3 separate regions of the Mus musculus genome follow, and all the other regions are linked to region 1. The links are chromatin contacts, called in public Hi-C and HiChIP or PLAC-seq maps. All regions are on one chromosome and are shown on one strand. The core of a region is the stretch at or near the end of the contact, and the rest is flanking DNA. Distances in the headings are between cores, read along the strand shown.

What was found. A called contact is a pair of places that touch in the nucleus more often than the background predicts. HiChIP or PLAC-seq counts read pairs in DNA pulled down with a chosen protein or histone mark.
Region 2: an H3K4me3 HiChIP or PLAC-seq map of bone marrow-derived macrophages shows a contact between it and region 1, with 2.4 times the contacts expected there. The contact joins the enhancer-like site here to the promoter of Mixl1 in region 1. A contact is called at or near these places in 2 of 39 promoter capture datasets (the HPC-7 cell line and embryonic stem cells) and 6 of 115 datasets of contacts at active chromatin or transcription factors (the HPC-7 cell line, bone marrow-derived macrophages, embryonic basal ganglia and 2 more).
Region 3: a contact with region 1 is called in a Hi-C map of bone marrow-derived macrophages, with 15 read pairs. The contact joins the enhancer-like site here to the promoter of Mixl1 in region 1. A contact is called at or near these places in 2 of 39 promoter capture datasets (the C10 cell line and pre-B cells), 1 of 484 Hi-C or Micro-C datasets (bone marrow-derived macrophages) and 2 of 9 other capture datasets (embryonic stem cells and liver).

The regions. Positions count from the first base shown.
Region 1 is chr1:180,694,481-180,698,740 of GRCm38.p6, reverse strand. Mixl1 (Mix1 homeobox-like 1 (Xenopus laevis)) reads left to right here and starts at 1,707. Exons shown (of 2, transcript NM_013729.3): 1 at 1,707-2,121; 2 at 3,820-4,260. The coding sequence starts at 1,729. The coding sequence ends at 4,122.
Region 2 is chr1:180,415,768-180,419,983 of GRCm38.p6, reverse strand. It overlaps Itpkb (inositol 1,4,5-trisphosphate 3-kinase B), which reads right to left. Exons shown (of 8, transcript NM_001081175.1): 5 at 1,626-1,830. Among named protein-coding and RNA genes, the nearest start is that of Gm39712, 9.5 kb to the right of the region's middle. Within about 2 kb of position 2,688, at least 19 of the 459 cell types and tissues checked have an H3K27ac peak or open chromatin away from gene starts, as enhancers often do. A contact at or near this core is called in the HPC-7 cell line and bone marrow-derived macrophages, where this site is marked.
Region 3 is chr1:180,229,884-180,234,673 of GRCm38.p6, reverse strand. It overlaps Psen2 (presenilin 2), which reads left to right. Exons shown (of 11, transcript NM_001128605.1): 7 at 965-1,063; 8 at 4,749-4,790. Among named protein-coding and RNA genes, the nearest start is that of Gm37336, 9.9 kb to the right of the region's middle. Within about 2 kb of position 2,668, at least 9 of the 459 cell types and tissues checked have an H3K27ac peak or open chromatin away from gene starts, as enhancers often do. A contact at or near this core is called in bone marrow-derived macrophages, where this site is marked.

The DNA.
Region 1 (4,260 bases), core at 458-2,957:
AGCCTGGTATACACGAGACCCTGATATATGTACGGGGTAGGAGTAGAAAAATAAAAGCATAGAAAAATCAAATTCTGATTTTTCCATTCCATACACTGTGAAACTGAAAAACTGTCAAAGAAATAGAAGAAGAAAGAAAGGGAGAGGGGTTGGAGGTGTGTGTGTGTGTGTGTGTGTGTGTGTGTGTGTGTGTGTGTGTGTTTGAGGGGAAGGGATCAGATGGAAAAGCAGGCCTGGGGAGTCTTAGCATCCGCATAAAGCAGGAGGCCAGGACACTTCCCACGACTCCCCAGCTGGTGGACAGGTCAAGCCTAGAACTTGCCGATCACTCTGTGCTTTGACACTTGGGATAATTGCCCATAGTAAAGATATGGCCACTTGCTGCTCTTCCAGAGGGTCAGTTCTCAGCACTGTATCAGGTGGCTTACAACCCATTACTTCCCAGCACTGTGTCAGGCAGCTTACAACCCACTTCCCTCTTTTGGCTTCTTTGGGGGCTCACATGCGTATTAGTAGACAGGATGCACTCATGGCCAGCACATATACTTTCTCCTATGATACTTCCCATTAGCATTGAAGACGTTGCAGGAACAGGTCCTGGGCTGGGCTGTGGAATACCCCTTCCTCTGCAGGGAGCCCCTTTGAGGCCTTGCAAGCCGTGCTCCTTGCCCTGCCTGCCTCTGCACCCTTCTGCTATAGTGCTGCATGCCTCTGATTTCTCTATGAAGCAACTTGGCTTCTGTCTCAACAGATGTTCCCTGAGGGTCTTGCTTAGGATTTTCCAGTCACTGGGTCCTATTCTCAGGACCAGAGGGTAAGGAGGTGGGGAGAGACTTATATGAATAAATGAATGCATGTGTGCACTAGGGGAAGCAGATATAGAAGTCACAACTAAACTACAAATCCGCATAAAACAAACCAGGAACCTCAAATGAACCCCAGGGGACAAAGGAAATAGTAATGGCATCAGAGGGAGCAGAAACTTCAAGGAGTGGCATCAGAGGGAGCAGAAACTTCTCGGGTTCTGAGCACTGTTGGGATTCTTTAGGAGCGCTAACCCCGTACAACTTCAGCCCGTCCAATTTACAGCATTCTTGTTGACAGGTCACAGATACTCTAGGCAGGAGCAGCGTCACTGTTCAGGATGTGTGCCTGTCCCCTTTGAGATCTCTTTATCTTCACCCCCCCTTGGATTCAGGATGTGTCAGGGTGGTTTGCCGAGGGCAGGGCTAGGCTGTTTAACCAACCTGGAGTAAGGTCTAGCACATAGCAGGGGTGGTAAATAGCGCCTTTGATGGTGACAGGCGGACAGCGGGCCAGGCACAGCGCGGGGGACCTACGAACCAAGCCCCCAAGAGATTCAGGCGCTCTTGAGAGGTCTTCTGGCCCAGAAGAGGGGGTTCTGTCCAAGTCCGGCCTGCACTTGGGGCGACCCCACCGGGGCAAAGCGGTTCGAGGTATGTGGATTGGTGGTTGGACTGGCTGGCGGATGGGCGGAGAAGGGACGGAGCGGCCCGGACTCAAGTTCGCGCCTCCCTCATTCCGTCCCCGGGTCAGCGGAAGCGATTATTCCCGCGGCGTCTGGCGGGGCTGGGGCGGGCTCGCACCCCGAGGAGACGAGACGCGGCTTCCCTGCACCCACGCCTTTGATGGCGCCGCCGCCCCCTCCCCGGCTCCGGGCCGCTATAACTGCAGGCGCGCGGGGGTACAGGGAAGCGTCCGGGAGTCATGGCCGCAGCAGGGTCCCAGCAGCTCCAGTTCGCAGAAGGCGCCGCTTTCCCCATCTTCCCCGCCGCGCATCCCGGAGGGCAGCTGCTCCCAGCCATGCGCCCAGCCTCTGGGCTGCCCGCGGCGCCCCACGACTCTCGCGCCCCAGCAGCCACGCAGTGCTTTCCAAACCGCGACTCCAGTCCCACAGCGCAGACCCCCGCCGGCCTGGATCCGCCCGGACCCTCCAAAGGCTCGGCCGCCCCGTCGGCGCCACAGCGCCGCAAGCGCACGTCGTTCAGCTCGGAGCAGCTGCAGTTGCTGGAGCTCGTCTTCCGACAGACCATGTACCCAGACATCCACTTGCGGGAGCGCCTGGCTGCGCTCACGCTGCTACCCGAGTCCAGGATCCAGGTGAGTCGCGGTCGCAGCTGCGCGTTCCAGTGGAGGTGCTGGGAAGTCACAGGCTTGTTGGGCCATTTATTCTGTGGGGGAAAAGTTACTCTCTTTGAACCTCATGGTTCTAGACTGCAAACTGGGATGTCAGTTAAGGCCGCGTTACCATGTGATTGATCTGGGCAGCTAAGGGGCTTGCGGACCCATTGAAAGGTCCCAGCAGGAAGGTAGTCATTGCACTCTTTCCCAGCGTCCAGTAAGGAGAGAGAGAGAGACAGAGACAGAGAGACAGACAGAGAGACAGAGAGAGAGAGACAAGCCTTCCTCTGGCTTTGATTCTAAGTAGCAGAGCAGGGTTGGATCACCTTCAAAACAAGCAAGAACTTCTTGTCACTTTGAAAAAATATTGCAAAGTGAGTTTATTGTCTGAGGTCGATCATTTAGATCAGAGTTTTGGAGATGATAGGGAGAAGCCTCTCTCTCTCTCTCTTGCTCTCTCTCTCTCTCTCTCTCTCTCTCTCTCTCTCTCTCTCTCTCTGTGTGTGTGTGTGTGTGTGTGTGTGTGTGTGTGTGTGTGTGTGTGTGTGACTGAGACAAGTTCATGCTGCGTAGTCCAAGCTGGACTTCAATTCACAATCCTTCTGCCTCAGCTTCCTGGGTGCTTGGATTACAGGTAGGTTCCCCAACACCCAGTTTAGACGCTTGCCTCAGGAGGGTGGACATTTAGTGTTTATTTTTTTCCTGGACTTAGGGTGACTACTCAACTGTCACTTTTTTACCCCCTCCAGTCAGGGTTTCTCTGGGTAGCCCTGGCTGTCCGGGAATTTGCTCTGGAGACCAGGCTGGCCTTGAAATCAAAGATGTGCCTCCTTTGTCTAGGATTAAGGGGGTGTGCCACTATCTCCTGGCTTCAACTGTCACTTTCAGCAGTTGTCACCCTGGGCTTCCTATGCAGAACACGTTTGTGGGGAAATAGTAAAGACATTTACACACAGAAACGAGCTTCACGGAGGAAAAATACCTACTGGGATTGAAGGGGTATGCTACCACCACCAGGCTGAGACCGTCTTTTTTTTTTTTTTTTTTTTTTTGGTTTTTCGAGACAGGGTTTCTCTGTATAGCCCTGGCTGTCCTGGAACTCACTTTGTAGACCAGGCTGGCCTCGAACTCAGAAATCCGCCTGCCTCTGCCTCCCGAGTGCTGGGATTAAAGGCGTGCGCCACCACGCCCGGCTTTCTTTCTTTCTTTTTTTTTTTAATGTGTAAAATGAAAAGCAGACAAACAACCAAGTATAGCAAGTGTAGACAGAACCAGACAGCATTCCAGCTTTGCATCTGAGAATGATGACTGAGAAGGTTTGGAGCTCTGAACATCAAACCATTGGTTCAAGTGCTTTCTGTAAGCCCCAGACTTTGAGCAGAGAGTCAAGGCTAATATGCAGTTTTATCGGTAGAGTGCTTGCCTAGCATGCACGAAACCCTGGGTTCCATCCTCAGGTACCACGCAAACCACTCGTGGTGGTGCAGCCTGTAACCCCAGCTCTGGAGTGGAGGAAGGAGAATCATAAATTCAAGGTCAAGGTTCTCCTTGGCTACAACCCGAGGTTGAGGTCAGCACTGGCTAGAGAAGCTATCTCAAGCAAACCCCCAAACAAACTAACAATAAAAACCCCAACCGGAAGCAGCTGAACAGTTTTTTTCTCCTCTTGTCCCCCAGGTGTGGTTCCAGAACCGACGGGCCAAGTCCAGGCGCCAGAGTGGGAAGTCATTTCAGCCCTTATCCTCAAGGCGGGGAGTTTTCCTCCATTGCCCTGCTCCTGGGACTGAAGCTAGGTGTTTGAAGCCTCAGCTGCCCCTGGAGGCAGATGTGAACCACGTTCCGGATCCCAGCATGACTGGAGGAGGCGTCTGCACATCTGGTTCTCAGAGTTTTGAAACGTATTCGTCTCTCTCTGAAGATATTGGCTCAAAGTTGGACTCCTGGGAGGAGCACATCTTTTCTGCCTTAGGTAACTTCTGAGGATTCTGGGAGCGTTGAGGATGCACTCAGGGAGATCTGGGAGATTGGAGCTGATCTCCTGACTGGCCATGGCCTCGGTTCTGGATCATCTCTCACATTTTGGTTCCCTTCTCTGACACTGAGCCTTTACTGCTGGCT
Region 2 (4,216 bases), core at 1,439-3,938, 280 kb after region 1:
GCAAGGGCCCCAAGGTATGGCCAGCTTCACGTCCTGCTCAGAAGCTTGTCTTGGGCCCGTGACTCACAGTGTGTCTCATTAATGTGGTAGCAGCCATCTGAATGATCAGGCTAACAGTCAGCCTGTCATAGGCTTGTGGTCAAGTGATGGTCATTTAATAGTGGCCCAAAGCACGAGAGCAACAATGCTGGCAATTTTTATGATATGGTAAACAGAAGCTGTAAAGTGTCTCCTTGAAGGAAAAAGGCAAAAAAATAAGTGTGTGTGTGTGTGTGTGTGTGTGTGTGTGTGTGTGTGTGTGTGTGATATGTGTGTGTAGTATGTATATGTGTGGTATGTTTGGTATGTATTTGCATGGGGGGTTATGTAAGTGTGTACATGCATATATACATCTATGTATATATGTGCACATGTTCCTATTGGTGCTCTACATTCCAGACATTTGGTCTGGGTCTTGTCATGCACTACAGACCAGGGGACTGCTATAGGTTTTCCCCAGAGCCAAGGTTTAAGCCCACATCACTGTATCTCTACTCCACAAACCACCATCTCCATGCTCAGAGCCCAGTGCTTCCTCTCTTCAGGCTGACCTAGGAGACAGCTGTAACATCAGGAAGGCTGGCTGCAGAAGAGCCGCAGGTCTGAGGGAATGGCACCTCAGGGAAGCCCTTCTCATAGGCCCTTTCTGTTAGTTGAGGCAAAGGAGGGCAGGTGAGGGTGTGTCCAGTCAGCCTCTCTAGGCCAGTGGATGCTGTTGGCTGTATGGTGCAGAGACCAGAGACTGGGAGCATGTCGTGCCTGGGTGAGAGATGCCAGGACATGCAGTTCAGATAGACAAGGGATGGAGAGCATGCATGTATATAATTTGAATCCAGCCTGAGAGCTGAATATTGCCAGGAGGGAAGGCTGGTTTTTGAAGACAAGGAGGACAAGTGGCTTTCTTAGTCCCCAGCTCTAGAAGCCCGTGAGACACTGGTGATCACATCTACACACTGTGTGAGAGATGACTACCAGAGCTTCCCCTTACTTCAGCTACCCAACCCAACTCCATGCTGGAGAGCAGGCCAGGCAGACCAAGCCTGGGCAACAAAAGGAAGGAGCAGGGCCCCTGAGTGACTGCCACCTTCCCTGAAGGAATGACCACCTGAGACGATGAGAACCGTGTATCCCCTTTCTCTGTTCCTAGCTGCGTCTTGCAATTCTAGTAGCTAGGGACCTGGACTGGAACAAAGGGACAAGGACAGTCTTCTGAGGTCTTCCTCAGGGTATCCAAGAGGAAAGGATGAAGGATGAGGCTCCCAAGGTGATCCCAGGCCGCTACACGCTCCCCTTACCTGCACCTCACTAGCATGAGTCAACATTTTCCCTGTGGCAAGTCTATAAGCTGGCTTCTCTTCAGGGCCTCTGTACAGCTGTACAAACAAGCCACCCCAGCCCCCAGGTCTGATGGCCTGCTACAGCCAGACCACCAGTACCCCAGGCTGCCGAATGGGCCAACACCCCTGAGGCTGGCTGTCCATACTTAGGCCTGTAGGGCGAGGCTTATAGATTCCAGTCTCCCAAGGCCTTCATCACTGAGAACCACGGGACCTCAGCAGCCTCAGGCAATGCCTTACAAATCTCACCTTGATGCCTTCGATCCTGAAGCCTAGGGTGGCTGTCGAACTGATGGTTTCCCGCCACTGCATGTAACGTGGCTTGGTCACAGCTCGCTGGGCTTTCTCCTCTTCAGTGGGGGCCTCAGGGTCCACCTCGACCATCTTCTGGTACATGTCCTTCCGCAAGCTAGGCTTCTTCCGGGCCTTGGTGAGTTCTTCCTCCAGGTATGTCCTGTATGGGAGGTGAAGGACATGAGTCCAGGATTGGGCCACAACTCCCTGGAGTCACGTCTGATGGATGAAGGCCCTGAGTTGGCTGTGCTTTGACTCAGGACAGTGCACAATAGAGTGACATCTAGGATGGGATGAATTCATTAGGAAAGCCATGTACCACCCAGGCCCAGAGCACCTTGATGCTGGATGACTATGAAGGCCTGATAAACTCAGAACTGCCCACAAGGAAGCTTTTCTAGGGTCAGCAAGAGAAGAAAGATGGCGGGACAGTGGTCAGTTTGTGGAAGAGAGACAGAGGGCAGGGTTCCCCTTGGAACTCTGTTGTACCCTGGCAGCCTGGAGAGCATATTCTGTCCTTCCAGTCTGTCTCCCTGTCCTCATGCAGCATGACGCAGGGCTGCATCTCTGGCTTTTTGCAACAAGGTTCTTGGAAGCACCAAGGTCAGAATAAAAGTGGGCTCTGTAGCCCAGTAATGTTTCAGAGATTAGACTGGCACTCTTACGGTCTCCACCATAACAGGTCACAGAGCCTCTGATCCCAGGAAGACTAAAGCATGTCCATCCCCCCCCCCCCCCCTTTGCACAGTAGAATCTGCAGGCTGACCAGGTGAGGGCACTAAGCCCTTAGGAGAGGTGACAGGCAGAGACAAGCCAGGCTCAGAGCAGCTGGGGGTGGAGTCATTGGCCCAGAACTCTGGGGACCAATTCTGGTCCTAACACTAGCCTCCAACTCCCCTCTGAAAACTCCCACCACCTCCTCCAACTGGAAATGACTCACCCTAGCCTTTCTCCCCTACAAGAGCTCTTCCACCCAAGTGCAAGCTGACCAGGGCCCTCATGAGGCAGCAGTCAGCAGTTCGCTGCAGGATGGGGAAGTGGGCCCCCTGTGGCCTGCGTGGGTGTAAGCTGCCCTCAGAGCACCCTCCCTTCTCTCCTGTCCACTCTTCTCCCCTTCCCCCACAAGTCATCTCTCCACCACAATCTTCCATTCTGCCATTCTGGGTCTCATAACAGACAGAACACAAATCTCCATCTTACAAAGGAGACAATTTCAGAAACCTGTACCCACTGGTATTACACTGAAAGGAAACTCCGAATTACCTGGGGTCTGTGTGTATAAACATGTCTTGGTTGTTTAGGAAGGCCATAAGGGGAGGGTGCATTAGCTTCTGGTTGGGTGCTTGTACACACACACATTCCGTGCACTCATGCACACAGCACACCACACTGTGCATTCAGATACCAAGTTGTCAGTCGACCCATGTGCCATGGGGGAGAGGGGGAGGAATTCATTCCTAACACGCATAAGGGTGCAAAACAGGTCTGCAAAGCAGGCTAACTTCTACAAAGAGTTCTCAGTAGCTCCTTAAACAGGAAGTGGACACCAACACCACAGCTCTGATCCCATGGACCCTTCTTCAAAGGGGGTCCCCACAGCTCCAGCTAGACAGAGTCGCTTGTTCCTCTGGCACAGAATGGGGCTTGGAAGAGATGTTCTCAATGGATACTAGCTAGGAAACAGGTCTATTATAGGAACCAGTGAAACTTGTTACTGCAGAGGGAAGCCCGGGATCCTCTTATAGGGGGAGGGAGACCTGCGCATCAACTTCTGGAGCACAGAGAATTAACTTGGGGTAGCAGAGAGGTGCTCCCATGGCTGGACTCTGGGGGAGAGGCTGACTCAAACAAAGAAAGGGAGGCGGTGAGTCCATGCAAGGCCAACAGGTGTCAGGTCAGGGCCAGAGCAGCTTCCCCAGGGGCTGGGGGCTGGAAACCAGCTCTAGGTCTGGATGACAGAAGATACACTCACATCCAGTGGGAAGTTGTAAGCCCGAGGGTGCAGTGTGAGCACCACTCTCCTGGAGGCAGGTTCCAGGTCCTAGAAACACCCTGATTTAAGATGCGTCCAGGTCTCCGTGCCTTCCCTCAGGACCCATACACACCATGGCTAAGGCTGGCTCTGCTGACGAGCCTTCTCACCATTTTTGTAAGCCTCTGCCTCATTCATGCCCTGACTTGGTGTTTGACAAGGATCCGTGTCCTAGCCTCTTTCCACGGCAGGGACAGCCATGACCTACTTATCTTGGTGCAGGCACAGAGGGCTATGTTTCTGTGCTACTGTATTTGGCGTCTCCATGGAGGGCAGGCCACGGTTGAGGTCCTGGTGTGCAGTGCAGAGGCCTGGGTACATTGTACTATGTTGCTACGTGGGAAGGCATCCCTGGAGACTCCCGCTCAAATGGTAGCACAGGCTACCCTTGTGGTGTGGCTGGCCCTGGGACACACAGGGACAATACAGTTGAAGCATGTAGTAGAAGTACTCAGAGTTAAGGAGGCCCTTAGGGACTGTGTGTGGGGAAATAAGGGCTGTGAGTGATGCTTTT
Region 3 (4,790 bases), core at 1,419-3,918, 470 kb after region 1:
TACCTCCTACTGATCCCAAAGCTCCCTAAAATACTGACACCAGCTAGAGATTAAGCACTCAAAACATGAGTGTCTTAGTTTGGGTTTTACTGCTGTGAACAGACACCACGACCAAGGCAACTCTTATAAGGACATTTAATTGGGGCTGGCTTTCAGGTTCAGAGGTTCAGTCCATTATCATCAAGGCAGGAGCATGGCAGCGTGCAGGTAGGCATGGTGCAGGAGGAGCTGAGAGTTCTACATCTTCATCTGAAGGCTGCTAGCAGATACTGGCTTCCAGGCAGTTAGGACAAGGATCTTAAAGCCCACGCCCACAGTGACACACCTACTCCAACAAGGTCATACCTACTCCAGCAGGGCCACATCTTCTAATAGTGCCACTCCCTGGGCCGAGTATATACAAACCATCCTGAGTCTTTAGGGGACATTTCACATTCACATGATAACAAGTGGGAAGGCACACAGGACATTCCCCTCCTGTCCTAAGAATGAAAACCTTCCTTCCTTCTTCTGTGATACTTGAAGCACATACCCCAAGTGACCACTCCCACTGCCCACATTTGCCGCTCATCAAGCAGCCTGCAAACTGAGCCCCTGATTCCTCAGGGCGGGCTTGGGTGCCCCGTGACGCTGTCTGTCACCACCTTCACTGCTAGCTGCTGCTGAGGTAGCATGAGCGCCATGGCCAGGGCTGCAACTCCCATTTTAAGGATGAGAAATCTGAGGCTTCGGGAAGAAAGACTTCCGAGCCTGTCTTCTGGGTCTCAGTACCTCGCTCTATCCACTCTGCAGCTACCTGCTTCGGCTCCATCAATGCAAACTGGATAAGTGGCCTTGGGACCCAAGTCCAGCAGCATGGTGGCCCAGAGTTCACTTAGGTTCCTGGTGATGGAGGGGTGGTTCTCTGTGCTGCTTGGGAATAAAGGGCCCCTTGAATATAACAAGGATGTCTCTGTTTTCCCAGATCTCGTGGCCGTGCTGTGCCCCAAAGGGCCACTGAGGATGCTGGTGGAAACTGCCCAGGAGAGAAATGAGCCCATATTTCCTGCCCTGATATACTCATGTGAGTGGTCCCATGCCTCTGCCAGACACTGGGGGGTCAGCAGGTGGCCTTTCGTGGAGGCGTGGAAGTGGGCCGTGGTTTTGATATCTGACAGGTTATATATTCTATCTTAACCAAAGATGAGGGTCTTATCATAACACTGAGGTCGCCACCTGCAGGAGGGTTCCACCTCTGGAGACCATGGTGGGCTGGATCTCACTCAGAAAGAAGATTGGGAAATCAGGGTTGGAGGTGGGATACTAGAGGGGTGTGGACAGTCCCGTGGCTATATTCTGTCCACCATCTGGCAGTCTGCATTGGCTATAGACCACATCGCATGAACATGCCACCTTCAGAGGCTTGTAGCCACCACTCAGCCCTGCAGGCTTTGGAGGGCAGGGCCCCCCACTTCCCTCTGGGGTTCATGGACAGTGGCTTAGAGTGGACGTTAGTCATTTCTAAAGAGAAGGCACAGGGATTGGCCCTGGCCTTGGGTCATGTCAGAGGGATGTGGGATTATACATGTATTTGACAGATGTTCCTACTTACCCGTAGCTCCTGTGTGTGGCATAGAGGTCTCACAGGAGGCATGGTTATGTGAGTTCACCAGTGATGTTCACTCCCTGTGGTAGCAGTGGCCGCTATCTGAGTATAGAGCCTGTGATTCTGGGGTTCTGGTGCCTCGGGTACCCTGGAAGCCCGCTGCTGAGCCGGGTAATCCCAATAGACGATGAATGAAGCTTAGAGTGGAGAATTGCCTGCAGCATGCCCCTTGGCTTGAAAGCATGTCCCAGAAATGTTCTAAGGATAAGGGGCAGATGGCTCTGGTCAGTCTGAGTGCCTGAGGCTGGGCGTTTCCTTATGTGCAAAGGAGGTTTGTATCCATAGAGAATTCATTCTTGGATGGAGGATGGAGGTAAACTAAGGAAGTAGATGGATGTAAGTAGGTATTTTACAGAAGGTGGCAGGTGCTCTGTTGAAGACAAGGGAGGGCTAGAGGTCAAGGACTTCACAGCCAAGTTTTGCAAAAGATGGCCAAGCAGACCTCATTCATAGCTCACACTTGACCAGAAAAACCTGACTTCTTATGTAGGGGTTAGCATTAGGTACAAATCTGGAGGCCAGCGGGTGAGGAAAGGGAGGCAGCTGGTACAAAGACCCCGAGGTAGGCTTGGGCGTGGGCTGGGGCTAGGTGTGCTCAGGGAGAGAGTCCAGTGCGACTAGAGCAGACAGGAAAGGTAGGAGGGGAAGGTCTGGACAGTATGAGCCCTGCAGACCACAGTGTGACACAATGGCCCATCTTCCTGAAGGAAATGTAAGCCCCTGAAAGACTGGGACAGCAGCACAATCCAGAGCCGGTTTGGACACGGAGAAACAACCCAGGAAGGGCCCAGTGGAGACTGTGGGGTGCCGTGAATTCTGGGGCAGTTTGCAAGCAAGACTTGCTGGGGTTGTAAGACGGAGCCAAGGTTAATGGCAGTGCTTTGTATCCGAGGAACAAGGAAGACATATTGCCTTTTGCAGAGAAGGGGCCAGGCTGGTGAGCCAGGGATGCTGTGTGGGTGTGGGTATGTGGGGGGGGGCGATATTAAGCCTGGGCTTTGGATTTTGTGGAGTGTGGAAATCTCAGCAGGGAACTGGAAACAGGAAGTAATAAACTCTGAAGAGAGGCTAAGCTGGAGAGAGACAGTTCAGTGAGTTGTTCCATTGTGCCCATATACCCAAGAGGATCAAAGCAGGCAGAGTTCAAACAAGCATGTGCACATTGTGTCTGTATCAGTTTCATTCACAGGAATTCAAAGCTCCAAGTGTCAGTGGATGACTGAAATATGGTAATTCCATACAACAGAGTATCATTTCCCCTTACAAAAGAAGGAAACTCTGACCCACGTGATATGGGCGAGCCTTGAGGACCCTGGGATAAGTGAATTGAGCTATCGACAAAAGGACAGGCATGGTGTGATTAAGGAGGCAGCAAGAGGAGGCAAAGTCACAGACGTAAAATAGAGTGGGTGCTTGATACAGTGGCCGAGGCAGGGAGGGACCATCAGTGAGCTTGGATTCCCATCTTGTAAGGTTTAGAGCTGGGTTTTTTTTCGCAGATCTGAATACACAGGGATGCAGGCACTGCATTTAAAAGTGTTTAGTTTGGGTGTGCATACGTGTCTGTATGAGCATACGATCATGCATACACCCCATGTACAGAGGCCAGAAGGAAGACATCCGCTCCCTCAGAGCTAGTATGAGAGGCATTTACAGGGCCACTGGCTTGTTAAAGGGCACAGGAGTGTGAGCCCTGCTTCTCATGATTGAGCAGCAAGTGCTCTCAGCCACCGAGCCAGCTCTTCAGCCTCAGGACTGAAAATCATTTCCTTTTTTTAAAAAATTGGTTGTTTTATTAATTTACATTTCAAATGCCCCCCTTCCCGGTTTCCCCTCCTCAAACCCCACCATTCCATCCCACCTCCCCTTGCCTCTATGAGGGTGCTCCCTACCCACCCACCCACTCCCGCCTCACTGCTCTAGCATCCCCCTATGCTGGGGCATTGAGCTTCCACAGAGCCAAGAGCTTCTCCTCCCACTGATGTCAGATAAGGCCATCCTCTGCTACATATGCAGCTGGAGCCCATAGGTCCCTTCATGTGTACTCTTGGTTGGTAGTTTAGTCCCTGGGAGCTCTGGGGGGGGGTCTGGTTAGTTGACATTGTTGTTCTTCCTATGGGGTTGCAAACCCCTTCATCTCCTCCAAGGACTGAATTTTTAAAAACTTGTTTTGAAAAGATTTGCCCTGCAAATGTTAGTTTGCCTGCAGTACCCATGGAGGCCACAAGAGGGCATTGGATTCCCGTTGAATTGAAGTTACAGACTCTTGTGAGCTGCCATGTGGGTGCTGGGAAGTGAACCCAGGACCTCTTCAAGCGGTTTTTAACCACAGCCCTCTCTCTAACCCCTATGGTTACATTTTTATGTTGCACTTCCTTTTAAAGACAATCTAGGTTCTAGCTGCAGTGGCCTGAGGACAGACAGGCTTTTAGGTTTCTTCTGCCTTTTGACAGTCTTGATTGAAGGAGGGCAGCTGTAACTGTAACCAAAGGCAGCATTTTAAGTTCAGAAAAATCCCATGAAAGAATTTGGCAAGCAAGAGTAGTAGTTATAGTAGTAGTAGACAGGGCTCTAAAGGAAGGGTGGAGGGGTTCAACCGGTCAGTGTGAAAGCTGGAGACAGGTTTGTCTCCTAGAACACGGAGACACCAAAGTAGTTCTAGACGACAAAGATTATTTCTTACTTGGAGGCAGTGACGTTCCTGGACAGTGAGCAGACCGAAATTACTGTTGAAATGGTGCCACAAGAGCTATTTCATCATGTAAACAATTTCCACGCCTCCCTTTTTGTAATAAACTGAAGCCTGAAAAATAAGACACGTTTTTAAAGATGCAGTTCACCAAGCCGCTCACTGAGCACCATTATTGCCAGTGTTGCTTGAGAGGATTGCAAAAGGACAAAGGTGAAATGTCAGTCCCCACCTAGCCAGTGTCCCTGAACTTCACCCTCCCCTCCCCCTGACCCCCAGCCTCGATCAGCCAAGCCTGAGCACAGCCTCGGGACAGAGGTGCTCTGCAGGCTTTCTGGGGACATAGATAGCCCGGCTCCACTTCCTCCAGGTCAGTACTACCTGAGGCATTGTGTCCCTTTGCTCTTCCTGTAGCTGCCATGGTGTGGACGGTGGGCATGGCAAAGCTGGACCCCT